2 separate regions of the Sus scrofa genome follow, and region 1 is linked to region 2. A link is a contact called in public HiChIP or PLAC-seq data. All regions are on one chromosome and are shown on one strand. Each heading gives the region's core, a stretch centred on a gene start, on an enhancer-like site or on the middle of the called end of the contact. The rest is flanking DNA. Distances are from core to core; before and after follow the strand shown. Region 1 overlaps LOC102164776. Region 2 overlaps LOC102164776.

Region 1 (6,252 bases), core at 325-2,824, 130 kb after region 2:
GTGTGTGTGTGTGTATCTATGATTTGATTAAGGAGCAACATTTATACTTATCTGAAGCCAGCCTAAAGTAGGGGAGTGAAATGCTGCCTAAATGAGGAGATGATATGGAAGAAATTTCTATAAGCAGAGGAAGGGATTATTACCTAAAAGCTTGGTGATCAAACTGAACAGGAGAAACAAAGGTAAAGCCAGAGGAAAACCCAGAAGGTGAAAAATGTGCTTGCTCAGAAGAGCAAGGCGTGTGCAGCACAGACATGGCAATAGGTCAGTGGAGAAGAGGATTAGATGATGGCTGGGGCAGATTGAGTGGTTGAGGACCCTAAAATGACAAGTTCTGGACGTGTGCTGGGGTATTCCTTAGAGCACAGTCTCATGCATCTCACTGATACTGCGGTATTCCCTAATGCAGGCAAGCTGGTAAGAACATACTCATTGATCCTAACATAGAGGAGCCTCCTTTTGTGGTCACATATCGTCACTGTGACTCTATGATGAATGGCATGGTCCCTACATCAATAAGCCCAGCTGGAAAAGCTCCTGCCTCAGGCTTTCTGCTGTTCCCAATCAGCCCTTGTTTCCTCATCTACAGAACAGATCAGTGTCTAAACTCCACGGAGACCAAAGCCATACACAAAAGTCTGAGAACCACAAGCAGAAAAGAGTTGAAGACTGCCAACCCAAGCTTTTGAAGATCAGCTGAGACCAGACCAGAACAAAAGCCAGCTGAAAGCCAACAACTAATGATGATATGTTTGCAATGGGTGTTTAGGCTTGATGAAGGGGCAGAGGCAGGGAAGGTAAGCAGTGGGAGGCAGGGTGCAGTCAGCATGGTAGGCATGTTAAGACTGCAAAAAAGAAAAAGAATTCTTTATGGTCATTCTACTATACACTTTCTAAAGAAATGTGAGCGTCAGCAAAGCTGCCTGTTATAGATAGATGTCTTCTGATTTACAATCCACAAGAGGATAATGTTTTCCCAACTTGAAGAATATTCTTATTAGTTCAGAGAAACATGTTAATATGCTTAATTTTCTATACTTCCAATGGCCCCAGTTATTTCTAGTTTAAAAAAGAAAAGAAAAATTACCCCAGAGGGACATTCTAGGGTTTCTTCCCTTCCAAAAACATCTGTTCCCCCAATGAGCCATGAACTCAGTTAACACCCAGGCACTTTCATTCTCTAAGTCCCTCTTGCCTACTCTGCAAAGTTAGGACACTGGCTCCAAAGACAGCTCAGTTCTCTCCGTACTCTAACAAGTCATAAATCTCAAAATACACTTAAGTTCAGCCTGTCCATAGGTATTTGGACTATCTTAAAACAACAACAAGCACACACCCTAGATGGGAAAGCTATGCTGAATAAAAACAAGGCTCTGTCAGCACAATGTATGGGTGTGGTGAAAATAGACAACCAGATAGCGTACAAGTCAAAAAACAAAATGACTAGGGGGAAAAAAAAAAAGCAGATTGTGAAAAACAGCTCAAGATCACAGAATGTGGTTAAGGAGGCGAGCATATAAAATATTCCCGTTTCAGATCTGTTATAGCGTGAGTCAGACAGGGTAGGAAAAAAAAAAATAGCAAAAGATGCTCTTAGAGTGACTATACAGCCAAACATTGGTAATGACTGTACAGCTACTGATACTGACCCTACATTTTCATTTAGTTCTTTTTAGAATTTTCTTAACCCCATAACACATGGTCGAATCCCATTACTTCTCATTCCTCTCACCCCAAAATGAAACTTTGCATTATTCTGGAATGTAAGGTCTGCATTTGAGGAAATTTTGAGTCATCAAATAATTATATTAGAATAAAATAAGAAAGGGAAAAGAAGCATACCTAATTACTTGCACTCTAGACGTGTAAAAAAGATTGTTGCAAAGGAACATGGGAGACTTTCCTAATCTCCACCATTATCTCAAAAATCCTTCATCGCTTATTTCAGAGTTGGGAAGAGAACAGAAACGACTTCTCACCCCCATTACATGGCTGAAGAATCACAGGTTGAAAGAAGCAACTTGTCACACAGCTGAAAACAGGGCCTCAATCCTCTGGCTCTAGGTTTCTCTAAGACTGTGCTGCCTGGCTTGACTCTTGTTTGGAGCAAAATGCTAGGCAACAAAGCTCCTCCAGGCAGTGTGTTGGCAGAAACCTGTCTCTGTTGGGGTGAATGTGTTGAACCCCAATTGCTAAGAATAGCTTGAAGCACCTTGGAAGAAGTGCTTGTTTCTAAAGAAATCCCCACTCGGGGAGTGTTCCTCCTTCTCCTCGGCCCATCTGTCATTATAAATCTTGGTTAACACATCAGAGATTGTGCAATATATGGAAACATATTGAATGTATTATATATGTCAGAGATGTCTTCTCTCGTATTTCCATTAAAAGCTCCTAGCTATGCCAAAACTTTCTCATTCCCAAATGAGGTACATTTCAATAAACGAGATGATGGATAGAACTTAAAGAATCCTCTGAGGAAGAAAGAGTTGAAAAAATGAGTGGGGGAACTTGTCAAAAAAAAAAAAATATGAGCATCTCAACAGAAAGGATATTATTTCTCTGATGGTATACCATCTTTTAAGGTCTGAAACCTGCAATGTACAATTTTCAATTCATGTCACTGTCCTTGACTTCTTTCTCTAAACTAGATACAGATCAGAGGACCAAAACATGGACAGAAGTTAGTCTACGTGGTTATGCATGTGTGTAGACCTAAAGAGTATGGGTGCACCTGTGACGGTGAGAGTCCTGTCCATTGGTAGAAGAGTAATGGCTCTAAAAGTATTTATTTCCATGTCTCTTTCAGACTAAAAACTAATAAACTCAGTTTTATGATAAACATTTAAGCTTCAGGGAAGACCTTTCTGCAACAACTAAGATGCTTTTTTTATTATTATTTACTGAATTCCCACTCTATTTCAAACATAATCGGTGGGGGGTGTGGGAGGGGAGACAAGAGATCAGCTGACCAAGATAGACCCAGCCCTGTGCTTATGGGGATAATATTCTATGGAGAAATTATTATCATGTCTTAAGGGCAATGTTACAAATCTGTCAGTGAGATATAAAGAAAGTCTGCCAATTCTAGAGACAGGAAGGGATAACTAACCCATTCTCACCTTGAATTCTCAGATCATCTCAATGCTCATCACTTGGAATTTTGGAATCCTTGCAAGGTCTGAGTGTATCAGTGACAACCAAACTGCCAGAAACACAACAAAACCTATTTTCATCCATCCTCTTCCCATTCACCTGAAATGGCTCAGGTCACCAATGCTTTAGAAATGACTGAGCACTGGTTCCTATTCGGTTTTTATTTTGCTTCCTTCTTACTCTCATTGTCTAATGAAGACTATTTTTTCACATACACCTGGCACTGTGATGTACTTCCACACAGATGTTCAACAAATACAATGTATGATGCAATAACAGAAATAGAAATGGTAATTTCTTATGGTGGAAACGTGATGCAGTCATGATTTGTTCTACTTTTTAAACTGCCCTTTATTTTGGATAGTACACTAATTCTACTGAAATAAAAGCATGTGATGGGCTGTATATAAGCAGTCCTTTGTCACTCTAGATTTCATCTCTCCACTTATTTGATGTTTCCTTATCCTCCCTTCCTTCATCCTCTAATCCCAAGGCTTCTATTGGAGATTCCACAAGGGCTCATTTCAACACATCAGCATATGCTTAGTTCATTTAAAGACCATCCAAGAATGCCTAAAACACAAAAGGGGGCTGAAATAAAGTGTAAGTTTTACATCGCCATACATCATCATGTGTCAGAGGTTGAGCTAAACAAGTGGGCTGTTTCCACGTCTTGGCTCTGAGAAGAGTGCTGCTATGAACACAGGATGCATCTATCTTTTTGAATTGTACTTTCGTCTAGATATATACCCAGGAGTGGGATTGCTGGATCATATGGTAGTTCTATATTTAGTTTTCTGAGGAACCTCTGTACTCTTTTTCCACAGTGGTTGTACTACTTAAGATTCCTACTAACAGTGTAAGCAAGTTTCCCTTTTCCCCACATCCTCTTCAGCATTTATTTGTTGACTTGTTAATGATGGCCCTTCTGACCAGTGTGAAGTGGTACCTCATCGTAGTTTTGATTTGCATTTCTCTATTAGTGATGTTGAATATCTCTTCATTTGCCTATTGGCTATCTGTCTTCTTTGGAGAATGTCTATTTAGGTCTTCTGCCCATTTTCTGATTAGGTTGTTTTTTGGTTGTTGTTGAGTTGTATGAGCTGTTTGTGTATTTTGGAGATTAGGCCTTTGTCAGTTGCATCATTGGCAAAGAAAAAATGGAATACTACTCAGCCATAAAAAAGAAAAAATAACACCATTTGCAGCAACATGAATGCAACTAGAGAATCTTATATTAAGTAATGTAAGAAAGAGAAAGACAAATACCATATAACTTATATGTGGAATCTAAGATAGGGCACAAACGAACCTACCCTACTAAATAGAAACAGACTCACAGACATAGTGAACAGACTTGTGGTTGCCAAGGCGGAGGAGGGGAGGAGTGGAATGGATGGAGAGTTTGGGGTTGGCAGATGCAAACCATTACATTTAGAACAGATAAGCAATGAGGTCCTACAGTACCACAGAGGGTACTACATCCAGTCTCTTAGGATAGAACATGATTGAAGATAATATGAGAAAAAATGTATATATGTATGACTGGGTCACTGTGCTGTACAGCAGAAATTGGCACAACACCTTAAATCAACTATACTTTAATAAAAAAATAAAGAAAAAACTGGTTCCCCGGCTTATATTTAAACCACAACAGAATATGTGATTGTAGTATTTACACTTTTCAAAGCTGCTTCTGGTTCTAGAATCATCTGTCACATCCTCCTGAAGTTTTCTGACACTCAGTTGCAGGAGGATCAAATAGCCTAATCTCTTTCTTTTCCTCACAACATTTAAGTCATGATTTCTGTGTAAATCATTAACTGACTGTCTAACCAGCAATTCACTACCCTCTCTACATTATAGAAGAGCCCACAGTCTATTCAATTCATACGTATTTTCAAAAGGCCTATTTTCCATTACTATAACCCTCTTTTATACTGAAGTAGAGGCTCTCCTAATTAACACTGCCAGTGAATAAATCTACAAGGTCAATTTAATTTTTGCTCCTACACTAACAGAGTGACAAAGTGACATCATTTTTAAAAAGTTCTTTAGTATTCCCATCATTCTTTTTTCTGGAAATAAACACACACATGGTCTTGAACCATTCTTCACTCTGGGTTCCAAACACCTTAACTTACCATTCTCCAATCTACACAGCACTCTCCTCTTTGTTCTTCTAGAGAATTGAGACAGGTTTCTTCCTTTGAAAGGTTTCCTCCTCCTTTCCTATCTGTAAGAGGGGCAGGGGGGATGCTACAAAACCCAGAAAGTTTCAAAACTATCACTTTTTATTTCATCTTCATTACAGGGTATACCAAGGCACTACAACTCCCATTTTATAGATAAAAAATGGATTTCAAGCCAGTTCAGAGACTTGCTCAAGCTGAGATAGCTGCGAAGCAAAGAGGGAGGACTCCAGCCCCGGGTCCTTCCATGTCTCAATCCAGACCTTTCCTGCCCAGTCTCCTCTCCACGTTCTCCTGGCCCACTTCCGGTGTTTGGAACAAGCTTTCTCCCTAACATACATGTCCCAAGGGGGTGGGGGTGGGGAAAGCTTTCTCCTTTCTTCTCAGTAAACTTATCACCTTCAGGAAATCCTTCCCAATTAGAAGGAAGAAGAAAACATACATAAAGCAAAGACCTAAGGGGGAAACTATTTCCTGTGCGCTTTCTTCAGAATGCCACTTCCCGGGAAATAGTAACCATTTCTCAAATGCTATCCAGGACTTGGCACATTTGTGGAGGCTTGACACGATTTATACTCATGGAGGAAGGAAACAACAGACGGTATGTCCCTAAGAGAGAGGGTGGTAGGATGGAGGGCAGACCCAGAATCTCCCATCTCTAATCACTGTTCTTCTTTCTGACTGGGCTGTAAAAGCACCAGCATTCTCAGTTGTCAGATGTGAAGAAAAGCCATGAGCTGGAATCTGTAACACTTTGTGCCCCAGGCCACATGCCTCCCTGGCCATCAAGATCTCATCCTCTGTCGGGTCACACAGCAGAAACTTGCACGGTCCTTGAGCAGAAACTCTCGACCTGATTTCTGAGTCCAGGGATCTTGTCTTGTTTATTTCTGGGCCTTCAGTGCCT
Region 2 (6,059 bases), core at 166-2,665:
AGGAAGCCCTCTCTGACTACACAGCTGGAGTCTGTGCCTCTTCATCATGTTCCCACAATGCCCCAGGCACGTCTCTCTCTTAGCGCTTGGGACATGACATTGAAGTTTGTTCAATGTCATTTGTCTCAAGTCTTCTTTGTGGTCAGGCACGTACTTTATCAGTCTTTTAAACTCCAGCTTCTAGTGCGGGGTTGGTGCAATGGAGGAGGAGAGTAAAGATTTGCTGAACTAAATGGATGTGTACCTATCATTGGAGAAGTTGCTGGCATAAACCCCCATGTGTCATTTATAAGAGTCTCCTGTAACCTTTGCACTCAGGAAGTTCTAACTCGTATCTGATCCCACATGCAGACATTATTTCTTTCAACCTCATGCAATAACAACTGGTAACTGTCTTCATTCTTATCAGAGCACCCTCAGAAATCACTGATGGGAGTTCCTACTGTGGCACAGCAGAAACGAATCCGACTAGTATCCATGAGGATACGGGTTTGATCCCTGGCCTCACTCAGTGGGTTGGGGATCTGGCATTACAGTAAGCTGTGGTGTAGGTCCCTCGGATCCTGTGTTGCTGTGGCGTAGGTTGGCGGCTGTACCTCTGATTCGACCCCTAGGCCTGGGAACACTCATATATCACAAGTACAGCCTTAAAAAAAAAAAAAATCACTGCTATCACTCATTTCTTTCTACCAAGTCAGCCTTCATTTTTTCAGGCTTAAATCAGGTATGAACTATCAGAACCCCAAATCTGACCATTTTAATTTTTAACAGATGACTAGAAAAGGACTTTCAAGAAGGATTTTGGCCAGAGAGAATGTATGCATTCAATAAGCTGCCGTGCAGCACCTACTCCGTGCCAGACTGTGCTGACAGAGAATAAACAGATGCCAAAATCCCAGGCCATCCAGAGATCTCTAACCTAGAATAGGGAATAAACAGGGGTACTTCATCTAACTAAGAAAAAGCAGCATTTTCCTTTATTTGCGGTGCCTCCATCAGAAGAATCACTCCATTTGGGGAGAATGTAAAAAAGTCCAGAGTGCTAAAAAGCACAACACATTTTACACTTCCTGAGTAGCTTGGGAGAAAACTAGTGGCCCAATCAGGGAACATGTTGGGAACACGTGGGAGAGCCCATGGAAGGATCAGTGCCCTGGGTATGTTGACATTGTGACAGAAGTCCATCTGCGTTTTTGTTGCTGGGCAGAGGCTGGCCTCCACTGACCACATATGCAGAAAGCTGGCAGGAGCCCCTGGTCACCAGCCCCCAAACTGGCAGCCTCCCCTCTCTGGCCAAGGAGCTCAGGGTCTGCGTGACTTGAGGCAATGTCATCTGGGGACACTTGGGATTCTGATCGGGTGAGCCAGTGGAGGCAGCGCAGATAAGACCGGGGCAGAAATCTGGCAGCCTAAATGACATCTGCTTCGTCTGAGGTTTTGGCTCTGGCTCCTCCTGGGAGCCTGGGGCTGGAGCCTGGGAAGGGTGCATTTGGAGCTGGTTACAGCAGGTGGCGCAGGAGAGCAGAAGCCAACCCTCTGTGGGGCCCAAGGAAAATGAAGGATTGATTCCGCCTCAGAGAGAGGCACTAGGGCCAAGAAAGGCAAAGGGGACCGACTGGTCTCTCCACATGGTGCCCAACATGGCATATTGCCCAGGTGACACACACAGCCAGATATGGACATGTCTCTGCTAAAGAAAAACCAAGATAGGTCCTCATAGGTCTGAGTAAAATCCTTGAATGGTCAGTACTTGCAGGAAGCATGATGCAAAGAAAAAGAAAAACAACATCTAGTATTCACTTAAAGGGCAAGATAAACACTCCTAGAGCTCAAAGACTCTGACCTATGGACGGCTGACGGGTAAAGTGTAAGTCCCCAAATAAACCTCCACCTCCACCACCACCACCGCCACCACCACCAAAACAAAACAAGAACAAAACCCCACTTAATCTTGTCAGTGGAGCTCTGGAAAGCAACATTTTTAAACAAGACACACAAAAAAGAAATTTATCTCCACTGAAAGCTGCCAGATGAAGCCACCTTCTTGATGTTCTTATCTCGGGGTAAGCTTGCCTCCAAAACACATACCCTCCCACATACACCCCAGGCTCCTCAGTTTCTCTGCCGCAAAGGGCAGAAAGCATGGTTCTACTTATTTATTTTATGCAGTGGCATAACTTGAAGAACTTTAATCAGGAAATTCTAAGCAGGGGATAAAAGTGTCACACAGAGGCTATAGGACAATCTCTCTCCTCTGAGAGATAACATTCAAAAGCAGTGAACTGCTGAGACTCGCCATAGAGAGTTTACCTCCTCTACTGAAGCAGTGTGGGCTGGCTCAGGGATAAGACTTAGGGAATGCAAGGAATTTTACTTATTTTTCCATTTGGTTTACTTTCGTTACTTCTCTTGTGGGGAAGCAATCCGAGATGCTTAAGGGCTGATGTTTTATAAATCAATTCTCTGTGTTTACTTACGTGCATATACATATATGCAAAATTGTGCACTGCTTGAAAAGCAAAACATTTGACATATTTGTTCTCCACCTTCTGCAAAAAGCAGGGTCTGCTCAACTAGTAAATGAGTCTGGGGTCTGTCCTACAATCTACTGCCTGCAATGGAATAGGGTTCACACCACAGATGTCTCAACAGCAGAAAGTCTCAGAGTATATATACTCCAGAAGGAGGAGGCAGATAGCGTTGTTTCACCCTCTGTGCCTTAGGACTTGCTCTGTTTAGCCTGGAATGTCCTTCCTCAACTCCAGTCTTCTTCATTTTGTGGGCCATCTTCTGTCTTTTTCAAGAATACTCATCACATCTGAAGCCCCCACCCCCCGACCAGCCTCTTACCCCCATGTGTCCTTAGAAATCCTGTGCAAATCTCATTCCAAGCACAGGACACAGAATGATGCTGTTGTCACCACCCGCTGCTATAAAATTCATGCTATGTTATAGACTACTTTTTTTTTCCTGCTTCTTTATGTCTTCCCAGATCCTTCTCTCCCCAGCTCCTCCTAAGTAGGGTTGCCAGATAAAAAGAGAATGTCCATGTGAATTTGAATTTCAGATAAAGAATTTTTAGTACATGTGTATCCCCAACATTGCCTGTGTTGTTGTATTTTTATGTGCTAAATGTGGCAGCCTCACTCCTGAGACCCCTAAGTTCATGCCTATTCCTTCCTCCCTGTCCCCATGCAGGGGAGGAATGGGGGGGGGGGGAGCATCCAAAGCTGCAGGTGCACTTCCTCAGCCCTGACCTCTCCCCTAGTCCCCCAGAAGTAACGGGTGCTCCTGGCACACACCTCCAGAAGAGTAATATAAGGTCTGTTTCAGATGTTTTGTGTTTTTTCCTCCTGCATTGAGCCTATTTATTCAACAGAGATGACGTTTAAATATTTCATCCAATATGAAAACATTTGCTCAGTTATTTTTAAATAGGAGGGTTATCATTGGCTTTTCATTTAAATGTGGTTTCATGACTTGGATGAATTCAATGACACTGGAATCTTGTTAAGTCCATACTGAATTTCAAAGTGTGGCTGGCTGGACATAGTGACATTTACCTTTTCAGTTCCTGCTGGCTCTTTCAACCCACTCTGTCCTGGAAGAAGCAAGGGAGATGCAGCTGGCAAGGTATGAACCTGCAGAAACACATCCATTCCCATCAGACAGTGTCTGTCATTGCAAAAGATCTCTAAGTTTCACGTGCGCTCGTTACTTCACTATTTTAGCAAATGGAACTTTAAAAGCGAAAACAGCAACACCTTGGATTTCCCTAACACACCCCACACCAAGATTAACATTCTTTCCACTTGCACCCAATCTCCCAGGGTGAAAAACTGCAACAAGAATTTATGGGAATGTTGCCCTACCTTTTTCACGTCATTACACACAGGAAGTTGTAACAATTGCATAACTGGGATACAGTGGAAAGAATGTGGGCGAGTCTATTCGAGACTTAGTAAGAAAATTAAATTTTATTACTTATTTTTAAAGTTAGAAAATATTATGGATGATATTCAATATGGACTTTGTGTAAACTTTCCCAGCAAAATAAATCATTTTCCATTTAGAAACATCTAATGGAAGGTCTGCTTTAAAAATGTAATGATTAAAATCACATGTGCCTCCTATATTTTTAGAAAAAATATAAACTATAAGAGCAAATGAAATTCGAAAAAAATCCAACATTTTATAGGGCAGGTCAAACCAAAGAACATCATGGATAGTAAACAAATCATAACTAAAAAATAATAAAACTAGTACCAGGACATTTTAACAGGAATATCAGGGGGAACTAAACTGTACGTACATATCTTCTCAGGTCATTCTTGTTGGGGTGGGGGGGCAGTATTCATAGAGATTCAAATACCTAAACAGTTATTACAGAAGTCAGGAAGTTTACAGATGAAGCTATACAATGAATGTTCAAATAGAATTAAAAATTTCTAAATAGTTATCAAAACTGCTTTTACATAGTTTACCACTATAAGAAACCTCCAACCATCTGTATCTCAGGTAAACACCTTTAAGCCCTCCCAGTCCCCACCCCGACCCCCAAGCCCACCACAGCGCCCCTGGGAAGTCTGCTGTAGAGAATGAGATCCCAGCTTGTTTCTCTTCTGGTCCCTTTCTAGCCCATTGTTGGTGCTACAAGCCTAGTCAAGATAAACAGGTGCTGAAGAAGAGAAATGCGTTTGTCTTTTAGCCAAGGCAAAATCTTCCCCAAATATTAAGGCTTAGGGAACACTGAGCTAAGTCACACATGGAAGGCTCAGCCCTGGGGAGGGGAAAGGGCCCATGAACCATCCCGTTCAATCATAGATCCGGAGCAACTGGGAAATGCAAGCACTGGCAGAACCACCACCGGCACGAGTAAACGCCAGTCCTCTTTAGGAGTAGCTTACTGTGTGCAGAGTGAGACCTGCGCAGGGAAAAATGCAAGGGAATCTGTGGTTCACCGGCGTCTTGTCCATGATGAGGCTCGATGATTCTTAAGATTCAGGGATTCTTTCCCGCCCATCCTCAATTTATGCTATAACCAGACACATGATTTCATGGAGCACCTGGCTGTCTTTCTCTTTTCTCTGAAAACCTGCCTCAGTGTGACTGCTGAGAGTGCTTTTCTCCTCTTGAAAAGTAGGCTGCCTTTCCCTTCTCACTCTCAGGCAGCCCAGATGGTTTCAGAGCTTGGGGAGAAGCACACAGCACCACCCATCACCACTGGGTGACTGTATCCCTACACGCCTGGCATGTAAAACCCAGGTGCCTGGAGAGCAGGCTTGAAAATGAAGAGTTTTTAGGACAAAAGGGTTTTCTCTACTCATCCCACTTCCCAGGGCTCAGCAGGGCTCCGCTGAGCAGACGATTCTGAAATTGTCAGCCAGGCCCGTGCCTCTCAGGGGCCTGTCTCCTCAAGCGCCATTCCTGGAAGGATCACAGCTTTGAGCCATGTGGCTTTCATGATTCTGTCGTGGATGGCACATCCATCAGGGAGTCCCAGCTGAGCCCCCAGCAAAGCAGAGTTAACTAATGTGCATAAATTAGCACCAAACGTCTACTCCTTGGAGAAGTGCCAAAACCCTCTCTCCTACCCCAGAGAGCTGACCAGCCCATGTCCCGTCAGCCTCTCTCCCCAACAGTGACACCAACACCTCCCCTCCTCTCACGTTTCATTTTTCAGTTTGTCAAATGACTTCAAATGCATTTCTGCACTTGACCGTTGATATCTGGACGGTGGGTGATGGAGCTTTTATTTCCATTATATGAGAGAAACAAAACTCAGAGGGGTCACCAGACAAGCCCAAGTCACACAGGGAAAACCTGAAGGGCTGGCTGTCACACCAAGGGCTTTCCAGGACATAGTTCACAGTCAGTGGGAGACAAGGAGAGAAATGTTTGAGAAACTAACATGGAAGTTGAAGGAGCTGCCGTGCCCGTTCCCTGTTCTCTCAACCCCCAACCCACGACTCACTGGAAAGCTCTGATAAAGGTCCCATGTCTAAGTCACCTCTGGCGCACAGCTGATTCTGAGAAAAACTGCACAGATACAGGCATGC

What was found. HiChIP or PLAC-seq counts read pairs in DNA pulled down with a chosen protein or histone mark.
Region 1: an H3K27ac HiChIP or PLAC-seq map of skeletal muscle shows a contact between it and region 2. The contact joins two enhancer-like sites. A contact is called at or near these places in 2 of 47 Hi-C or Micro-C datasets (embryonic fibroblasts and heart right ventricle) and 1 of 2 datasets of contacts at active chromatin or transcription factors (skeletal muscle).

What each region holds. Positions count from the first base shown.
Region 1 is chr9:49,348,162-49,354,413 of Sscrofa11.1, forward strand. The region is part of intron 1 of LOC102164776; the gene reads right to left. Among named protein-coding and RNA genes, the nearest start is that of MIR100, 190 kb to the left of the region's middle. Within about 2 kb of position 1,575, at least 6 of the 83 cell types and tissues checked have an H3K27ac peak or open chromatin away from gene starts, as enhancers often do. A contact at or near this core is called in skeletal muscle, where this site is marked.
Region 2 is chr9:49,217,661-49,223,719 of Sscrofa11.1, forward strand. It overlaps LOC102164776, which reads right to left. Exons shown (of 5, transcript XM_021063017.1): 3 at 3,564-3,641. Among named protein-coding and RNA genes, the nearest start is that of MIR100, 63 kb to the left of the region's middle. Within about 2 kb of position 1,416, at least 28 of the 83 cell types and tissues checked have an H3K27ac peak or open chromatin away from gene starts, as enhancers often do. A contact at or near this core is called in skeletal muscle, where this site is marked.